Linked DNA regions of Mus musculus: regions 1 and 3 are each linked to region 2. Evidence: chromatin contacts called from public ChIA-PET and HiChIP or PLAC-seq data. All regions are on one chromosome and are shown on one strand. Each heading gives the region's core, a stretch centred on a gene start, on an enhancer-like site or on the middle of the called end of the contact. The rest is flanking DNA. Distances are from core to core; before and after follow the strand shown.

Region 1 (2,738 bases), core at 43-2,542, 460 kb before region 2:
CCTGCTTGGCCTCGGAGCTGGCAGGTTCCAGGCAGAATGGAAGAAGCTAAACAGATGTGGGCTCCACCCTAGATCCAAATCCAGAAAAACAGCCAAGTCAATATATGCACAAGACTGTAAGCTCCTGGGCAGAAGATTCCAGGTTTACCTACCTCAAACTGCAACACCACAGGAATCAAGGATTGTGGTGACCCTTTTTAAATAAGAATAAATGTTTGGCCAAGGAGAGGTGGCTAGAGACGTTTACAGTGTGAACAGACACTAGGAAGTCAGTTCTGTAAGAATTTAAAGACTAACCCAAACTTAGTGGCAGAGGCCTGTAACCCCAGTATTTGAGAGGCTGAGGCAGGGGGATCGTGAGTTTTAGACCAGCCTGGGCTGCATGGCAAGAGCCTGCCTATACAAACAACAACAAAACTCTCGCTACTCAATCTGTACTGAACACATTTATTGAAAGCAGAGCACAGGGCTCATAAGAGAATATTTGCTTTATCAGTGCGTTTGTGGACTGTCTGGAAAAAAAAAAGGCACACTTGTAAGCTAAGCTGTGGTAAACGAGTTAAGTATTGCCGAGGGAGTAGACCACAGGGGAATGGGGTTGATTTATCTTCCCGATGAGAGGTTAGGAAAAGAGGGAGTCCATGGAGCCCCAGGCTGGGATGTCACAGGAGGCAGAGATCACGAGTCTCTAGAGATTCAAGGGCATGTGTCAGTATCTGTTGGGTCCTAGAGAGACCTCATGGCAGAGGCCACCATACTGCCAGACAAGAAGCCAGAGAGAGAATTAGACTTTCACCACAAACCACTGAAAAGTCCCTGAATCCCCTCCAAGTGAATTACCCCTAACAAACCACTGACCATCTCCGGGCCACTGCACTACTCTCAAATGTTCTATGTCATCCTTTACTGGCCCACTAGGGGGCGTAGCTTCCAGCATAAACCTTTAAGGGAACACTCAAACCACATTCAAACTGAAGCAGGCTGCATTTGTCACTCAAGACCGTGAGACATGGAGATGTAGCTCAGTCATACAGTGTTTGCCTACCATACGGAAGCCCCCATCACTGACAAAAAAACAAGAAGAGTAGTGGATAAGCACAAACCTATGTAGGGTCAGCCTATGTACGATAAGCCCAGAGTACAAAGATGAAAACGTGCCTGTCCTGAAGAATTACCTCATAAGAAAAGGCCGAGTAAATACTAGTCCTTCTATTTGTCTGATTTGCCGTAACAAAATACTTAGGGCTGGATACGTTGTAAAGAAAGGAAGGTTATATAGCTCACAGTTCCAGTATCTTAGGCAGCTGCATCTCCTGAGAGCCTTTGTGTTGTGTCATAACATGGCAGGTGACATCACACAGTGAGAGAAAGAGAAAGAATATGAATCATGGGTGCGTAAGGAAGCAATAAAGTGAACCAAGACCAGCACCACCCCCCATTTCCCCCACCCCCTCCCCATCGCCCCACCCCCACTCCCAATCCCCCAGCTACATAGAGTTCCAGGCCATCTTGGACCATGTGAGATTCTGCCACAAGAGGGCCGAGCTCTGACACTATTTTTTTCAGAAACTCGCCTTTTCTTGCTGAAAATATAGTAGTCAATGTCAACAGAATACACTTCCTGGGCTGAGTAACGCCTTCTGTGGGCGCTTGGGGGAAGAACAAGGGCCCTGGAAACAATAAGGTTCTTGGCTCCGCCCCCTTCAGAGTCCACAGTGAGGGCCAAGGCTTTTATTGCCCTGGTTCCAGTTTTCAGTGTTTCCTCTCGATTAAAAGCCCCCTGGCTGCCCAGGATTGCCTGTAATGACAGTAAACGACTACAGAGACTGTGAAGCAATCTTTTCACATCTTAAGATGCAATCTGTCTGGCACAGCCCCTGGCGGCCTGAGTTCACGGCAAAGCTATTGTGGTGTGCGTGGGGGCATTGGCTTTGGCTCCCCCCCCCCCCTCGGTTTCCCACACCCTCTGAAATGACTGAGATTTCTGTCAGATTTCTCGCCTATGACAATCCTCATTAACTCAGTCATTTATTAGTAATAAATTAAAAAAAAATCGTTGGCAACTGTCTGCCCCTAGGGTCACAGTAACTCAAGTCCCCATGACCAAAACTGGGTGGCAAAGCTTGTTTCTCCTTAGCGGGTCTGCATTCATCCAGTGCAGTTTCTCGAAGACACGCACACACGCTGTAGCAACAATGGCAGTGACCATGAGTTCCCAAGCCCGTTGCCTAGAAACCACTCCTTGTTTCTGAAACTAATTTAAACATGAGAATTCAGCTTGTGACTCAGGCCAGCCATGCATGGCATGGTTTTCTCTCTCTCTCTCTCTCCTTTCTTCTTTCACATCACAAAATAATACATGCTTATTCCAGAAAAAAAAAAAAGAAAAATATGAAAACAAACGATCTAGAGGCACAAAAAGTCTCCTATAATCTCATTATCAGAGACAACCACTGTTGTCTCTTGGGGATATTTTCTCTTTATTTTTACTTTTCTTGGTTTTTTTTAGTGGTTTGCCTGTGTGCATGTATGTGAACCATATGTGTTCCTGGTGCCCTCAGAGGCCAAAAGAGGATGTTGGGCCCCTTGAAGTTATAGGCAGATGTGAGCCATCATGTGGGTGCTGAAAACCAAACCCCAATATTCTGCAAGAGCAGCTGGTGCTCTGAACTGCTGAGCCATCTCTCCTCCCTTTGGGGTATTTTCTTTTACGTCTCTCTTTATTATGCGCATGGTAG
Region 2 (2,700 bases), core at 48-2,547:
CTCCCCTGCTTGTTTTCGCTGGTCGGGTTTTGTTTTCTTTTCTAACTTGTAACCTTACCAAAGAAAGCAGGCCATACCTCAGTAGAACACGGATTGTGAACCATGTAGCCAAAGACAGACTGTGCAGCACTGTTTTAAAGGGTTTTGTTTTTCTTTTTTTGTTGTCAGATTGTTAAACTATTAGGGAAGAAAATGAAATTCCAAGTGGATGTTTTCTGCCGTTCACTATTTTTTGTCCAGACTTTAGATTCTCAGGATAATTTTTTTCTTGTACTTTCTTATAAAAATATGCTTAGTTTCGTCCAGAGTTCCTCGAGGTCATTGGATACATCTGTAGAATTACGGCTGCCACAGCTGCTTCCAGAGGTGCTCTTTTTGCTTATCAGGCTCCACACTTCAATTTGCTGGTATTTCCCGTCCTTTCTTACATGGGAATTAAGCTGTCTTTGGATTGTTGAAATACTGCTTCCTAACTTCCAAGCCCAAGAATGGTGTGCTGCTACCTCCTTTGGCCACATTCCCTCCTCCACTAGGAGGGCAAACCCATGGCTAGGCTCCCCTCACTTTTAAAAACAAAAAACAAAAAAACCCAGACATATTCTATGCTGCACTGGCTGGGCTCAAATTCACATACTCCCACCCACTCCCCCAGGGTTTCTCAATGCAGCCCTGGCTGTCCTGCAACTCGCTCTGCAAACCAGCCTGTCTCTGCTTCTGCTGTTGAGCCATCACATCCGGCTTCTAACATCTCTCTTTTAAGGTTAAGGTTGAACTTAATTTAGGTCTGTTTTCCAATCCAAAATCCGAACGTCATCAGGATCACTCATCCCTCCCCACCTCCCAGCTGACATGCTTCTGTAATCTTCGAGTTCCGATTTTCACGCGTGCCTGATGATGAACTCCCACCGCCACCTCTGCAGGTAGACCGGGTCTCAGCAGTCATCAATTTGTGCGCGCGCCCCTCCGCCTAAGTATGACTAAACACCGCCGTGGACAGAAGCCATTCCCTCGACAAACAGACAGACACGTCAGATGATCATGACCACGGAAGACAGCACGGAGGCGACGTGGGACAACTTAACAGCCGGGTTGCCCTTCCTTCTCGGTGGAGCAACCCCACCCCGCCACACCGGAACTGCCTCCCCCACGCCGGGCGCGCCCACGCACGTCAGCGCCGGAGCTGCGGGAGCCGCCCCCCTCCGACGCAGGTGGCCCGCGCGACACGCGCATGCTCCCTAGGTAGGGTCACGAGCGGCTCCGGGTGCTACAATCTGTTGCGCCGCCCTCGGGGAGCCCGCAGATCCGGGTCTCGTGGCTAAGAGTGACGTGGTCTATCGAATCCAAACAGAGGGGAGGAGGCCGGCGGCCAGCAGCATCGGCAGCGACAGCGGCGTCCGGAACGCTCCCGGCCGCCACCCTCCCCGCCCGCCGCTGTTTTGGGCGGGTGAGTGTCCCGTCCCCCCCTCTCTCCCCGGCCCACCGCCCTCCTCGGCGACCCTCTTGGCGTCGCCACTTCTGTGGCCGCGCGCACCCGGGGACCGCTGCGGCGGAGCGGGCGCCTTTGGCTGGGCGCTGCACCCGGGGAGCCCGCAGCCGCTGGCCCGGCAGCCTGCAGCTGGGCTGCACAGGCACCCGCAGTCCGGGTGCTTTCACTTTTAGGGCCCCATAGGCGGCGCGGGCGTGCAGGGGGTTAGGGACAGTCACCCCGAAGGCCGGGCGGTGGCGTTTGCCTGGTGGGTTCGATGAAGTCACCCGGACGGGGCCCTTTTGTTGTGGTGTGTTGGTAGCTGCCATCCTAAAAGCCAGAGCTCTTCTTTAGCCTCCATTGTGTTGCGGATTTAAAGGATTCCCCTTTTCTGTTGGTTCAGTTCTGTTGGTTCAGTACGTGGAGCCGGGGCTGACAATGGAGCAGGTAGCAGCACCGTTATCGGAAGGAATGCAGGGCAACAGCCTGGCAATGGTTTGAGATCCGTGTCGCTGCTTAAAGCCGAAGTTTTCCGAAGTGGCTGCTTAAACGTTAGGATTTTAGCCAAGATGATACTTGCTAACTGTAGCGAGGCGGCAGGATGCTTTTAGTTGCCCCAGTTGGAAAAGCCGAGGATGCGGCCTTAGTAATGGAGTGCCCTGGGTTTACAGCTGGAGCGCCTGATGAGCTTCAGGAAGCATTTATACCTGCATGTGTGGAAGACACCCTCCCGATTTTGTGTTGTGGTGTCACTTGGCAGCTATCCGTACCAGAATTGGGAAAAACCTACAGTTTACCAAGGGTTCTAGTCTGGAAACGCTCGCTGCCCTGTGTCTGCTGTGGAGGTTAGGGGAAGCAGCTGCGTGCTCCTGCTTCAGGTGACTCCCTGCTCGCGCAGATTCCTTCAGTGTAGCCGCCCACCCTTTTGCCCTCCGCACTCAGACCAGAAAACCAAGCCTGGATGTTCCATCGTGTTTTCGAAAAGGGACATTTCCCCCTCTCCAAGATACTTATAGTGTTTCTGTGGAAAGCAGCAGGAAGGAACGAGGAAACAGATTGATTGCTGTCCATCAAATCTGGGAAGAAGTCTTAGGAATTTAGACCCCTATCTTTGAAGGGTGTGCCCTTGGGCAGTAACGGACCTCGTATCAAATCTTTTCCTCCTGTGTAGATCATGGATTTTCCCTCTTTTTTTTCTCCCATACTTGGAATCTTGATGATATAGACAAAGGAGA
Region 3 (2,700 bases), core at 57-2,556, 510 kb before region 2:
GGGAGGGGTGGTTGGGAATTAACCAATGTCCCACAGGTATGGCCTTTGTTTGAGAACAGGATGCAAATAAGTTTCACTTCTATGCTTTGCATGGGCTGAACTCCTCGGGGCTGCGGGGCTGCGGAAGGAGGAACAGTCTCCGGACAAACCGAGGAACAGGGAAATGAGCCTTACTTTGTGTGACACCTTGCCTGGCTTCCCACTCCCATTCTCCTCAGTTTGCTTGGAAACTTGACGATTTGACATTTAAAGGTCAACTGGGTTACCTAAAGGGAGAACAGGTTTCCTGTGAAAGCCACTCAGGAATCAGCTTATCAGGTAGCCTCTGGGGCAGGGAGTGGTCTGCAGAAAAGAACATTTAATGGGACAAAGGGAAGGAGGACCTAGCAACAGTTTTGCGGTGAAGCCTTGGGTTGGTGGACGCTGGGAAGAGGAAAAGACAGACGCGGCAGGCGGTAGGAAGAGGGGCGGAGGAACGTGACCCCGTTCAATCCTATTCATCAGAGCTCTGTTGCTCTGATTTTACACAGTTTTGTGAGGAAGTTCACCTCCTCACTCTTCTGTGTCCTCCACAGCGAAATGCCAGGGATAAAGTGAATGAGGAAGTAAAGCCCAGTGCCTGGCACCTGATCCAACCTCAACATTTCCCAGCCCCCCTCGTAGAGGCCTGTGGGGCCCAGGTGTTGTTCCCATCCCCTCCCCTACTCCCACCCCCACCCCACACTTCGCTTCGCCCCGCCCCCGCCCCCAGTATATTGGTCACTCACTTAGGGAACACCAATTGTCAAGTGCCAATCCTGTTTTAGATAGTCTGGTATGCTCACAACTCTTGTGATGTAGGCTCATACAGGTAGCTAAGAGTATGTTGGAAACCTGGCTTCCTGCTTAGCTAGGGGAGACCTGGGCTAGTCACCCGGCTTCCACTTCTTGTCTATGAATCACCATACCTAGCCTGCAAGATTGTTGCGGGGAGAAGCATTGCTTAATTATTTAGTAGCTGAGTAAGTTGCAGGTATTAAACAGGTCTGTGCGACCTTGGGCAGACCACTCCACTCTCTCTGGGTCTTGGTTTCCTCCTTTGTGTATCTTGGGACGGAAGATCTCAGAGGCGGCCGGTTCTAGCCTTCTGTTATTCTATGACAAACAAGATTGTCTGCCTCACTCTGTCCCTGCCTAGCTACACAGAGATTAGACTGTTTGCTTTTGCAACGCTCAGATAGCAAAGACCTTTGACAGCTGAGAAGGCTCCTTCATTCCCTCCCCTTGAACCCAGTTCAAAGCTGTAGGACAAGGGGCACCAGGATTAGAAAAGAAGGCAGAGCACCAGGTGGCAAGATCTGGGTGTGGCGAAAACTGCCTAGAGGGATAGAAGCCATCTAAGGTGAGGACTTACAGGGAGGACGATGGTTGCTTGAGGCCCGGAGATTCTAGTCCCAAACTGGTAGGGCTTGGGGAGATTTCACACACGCCCACGGGGGCACGCGTGCACACACACACACACATACACACACACACGCACACACCAGTTTCAGAAGACAACTTTTTTTTCCTGAATACTGGCTGGATGAGGCAAAAGCTTTTTCTTAAAAAGGAAAGAGGCACTGTAAATGGTTTTTCTAAAGTAAGAGATGGGAGGTTATAGACAACGCTTAGGACTCCTGGCTTAGAGGTAATGAAGGGATAGACTGAAGGCTGATGGGAATAATTCTCCATGCTGTCCTGAGGTCCGTAACTCAGTAATGGCATGCAGGCTGAACACTCTGAGTGTAGTACACTAGACCTTGGCTGAAAGTGGGAAGATTCTCTCTCACCTGTCCCTGGGGAAGATTGGAAGCACTGGCGGCGATTCATCTACAGAATTCCTTGTTCTTTTCCTTCCCTCCCCTCCCCTCCCCTCCCCTCCCCTCCCTTCCCTTCCCTTTCCTTTCCTTTCCTTTCCTTTTCCTTTTTTTTTTTTTTTTTTTTTTTTTTTTTTTTTTTTTTTTTGAGGCAGGGTCTTAGTGTGCTGCTCAGGCTGTCCTGGAACTCACTATGTACACCAGGCTGACCCTGAATCCAATCAGAGCCACCTGCCTCTGCCTCACAAGTGCTGTATTAAAGACAAGCACCATCATACGTGGCTCCAGACCATCCTAGGTCAATGAGACTATACATAAGATTTGTTTGTGTTTGTTTGTTTGTTTGTTTGTTTGAATGGAAAATTTGGAACTGTGTGTAAGGGCTCGTTTTCCATGATGTGTGGTGGTTTTGTTTGTTTGTTTGGTCTTTTTGTTTTGTTTTATTTTTTGTTTTTCCTTTACTTATTTGAGCACACCCTTGTTTTCCCACTGTAATTTTTTTTTATTGTCAGTCAAGGCCAAGGTGCTGCTCTGCAGTTGAGAGAACTCGCTCATTAAGAAGGGTCTGAGCCAGCCGGGCGTGGTGGCGCACGCCTTTAATCCCAGCACTCGGGAGGCAGAGGCAGGCGGATTTCTGAGTTCGAGGCCAGCCTGGTCTACAAAGTGAGCTCCAGGACAGCCAGGGCTATACAGAGAAACCCTGTCTCGAAAAACCAAAAAACCCAAAAAAAAAAAAAAAAAGGGTCTGAGGCCCCAAGCTTTTAAATTCATGAGCTTTGGGTTCTCTTCCTAGCCAGAGTGTCTCTGCTAAATGACCAACCTCCTGGCATTTCCCCATATAGCTTGCCCATTATCAAGATTG

The links. ChIA-PET counts read pairs in DNA pulled down with a chosen protein or histone mark. HiChIP or PLAC-seq counts read pairs in DNA pulled down with a chosen protein or histone mark.
Region 1: a contact with region 2 is called in an RNA polymerase II ChIA-PET map of memory CD8 T cells, with 55 read pairs. The contact joins the promoter of 4930480C01Rik here to the promoter of Smim14 in region 2. A contact is called at or near these places in 11 of 484 Hi-C or Micro-C datasets (B cells, CD4 T cells, CD8 T cells and 6 more), 6 of 115 datasets of contacts at active chromatin or transcription factors (astrocytes, bone marrow-derived macrophages, cardiomyocytes and 3 more) and 1 of 9 other capture datasets (liver).
Region 3: a contact with region 2 is called in a FOXA1 HiChIP or PLAC-seq map of pancreatic cancer cells. The contact joins the promoter of 9130230L23Rik here to the promoter of Smim14 in region 2.

Annotation. Positions count from the first base shown.
Region 1 is chr5:65,949,897-65,952,634 of GRCm38.p6, reverse strand. It overlaps 4930480C01Rik (a long non-coding RNA gene), which reads right to left and starts at 1,292. Exons shown (of 2, transcript XR_376988.3): 1 at 1,176-1,292; 2 at 428-757. It also overlaps a transcript of Chrna9 not described here.
Region 2 is chr5:65,491,480-65,494,179 of GRCm38.p6, reverse strand. It overlaps Smim14 (small integral membrane protein 14), which reads left to right and starts at 1,297. Exons shown (of 5, transcript NM_133697.4): 1 at 1,297-1,444.
Region 3 is chr5:66,002,891-66,005,590 of GRCm38.p6, reverse strand. 9130230L23Rik (RIKEN cDNA 9130230L23 gene) reads left to right here and starts at 1,306. Exons shown (of 7, transcript NR_027961.1): 1 at 1,306-1,381.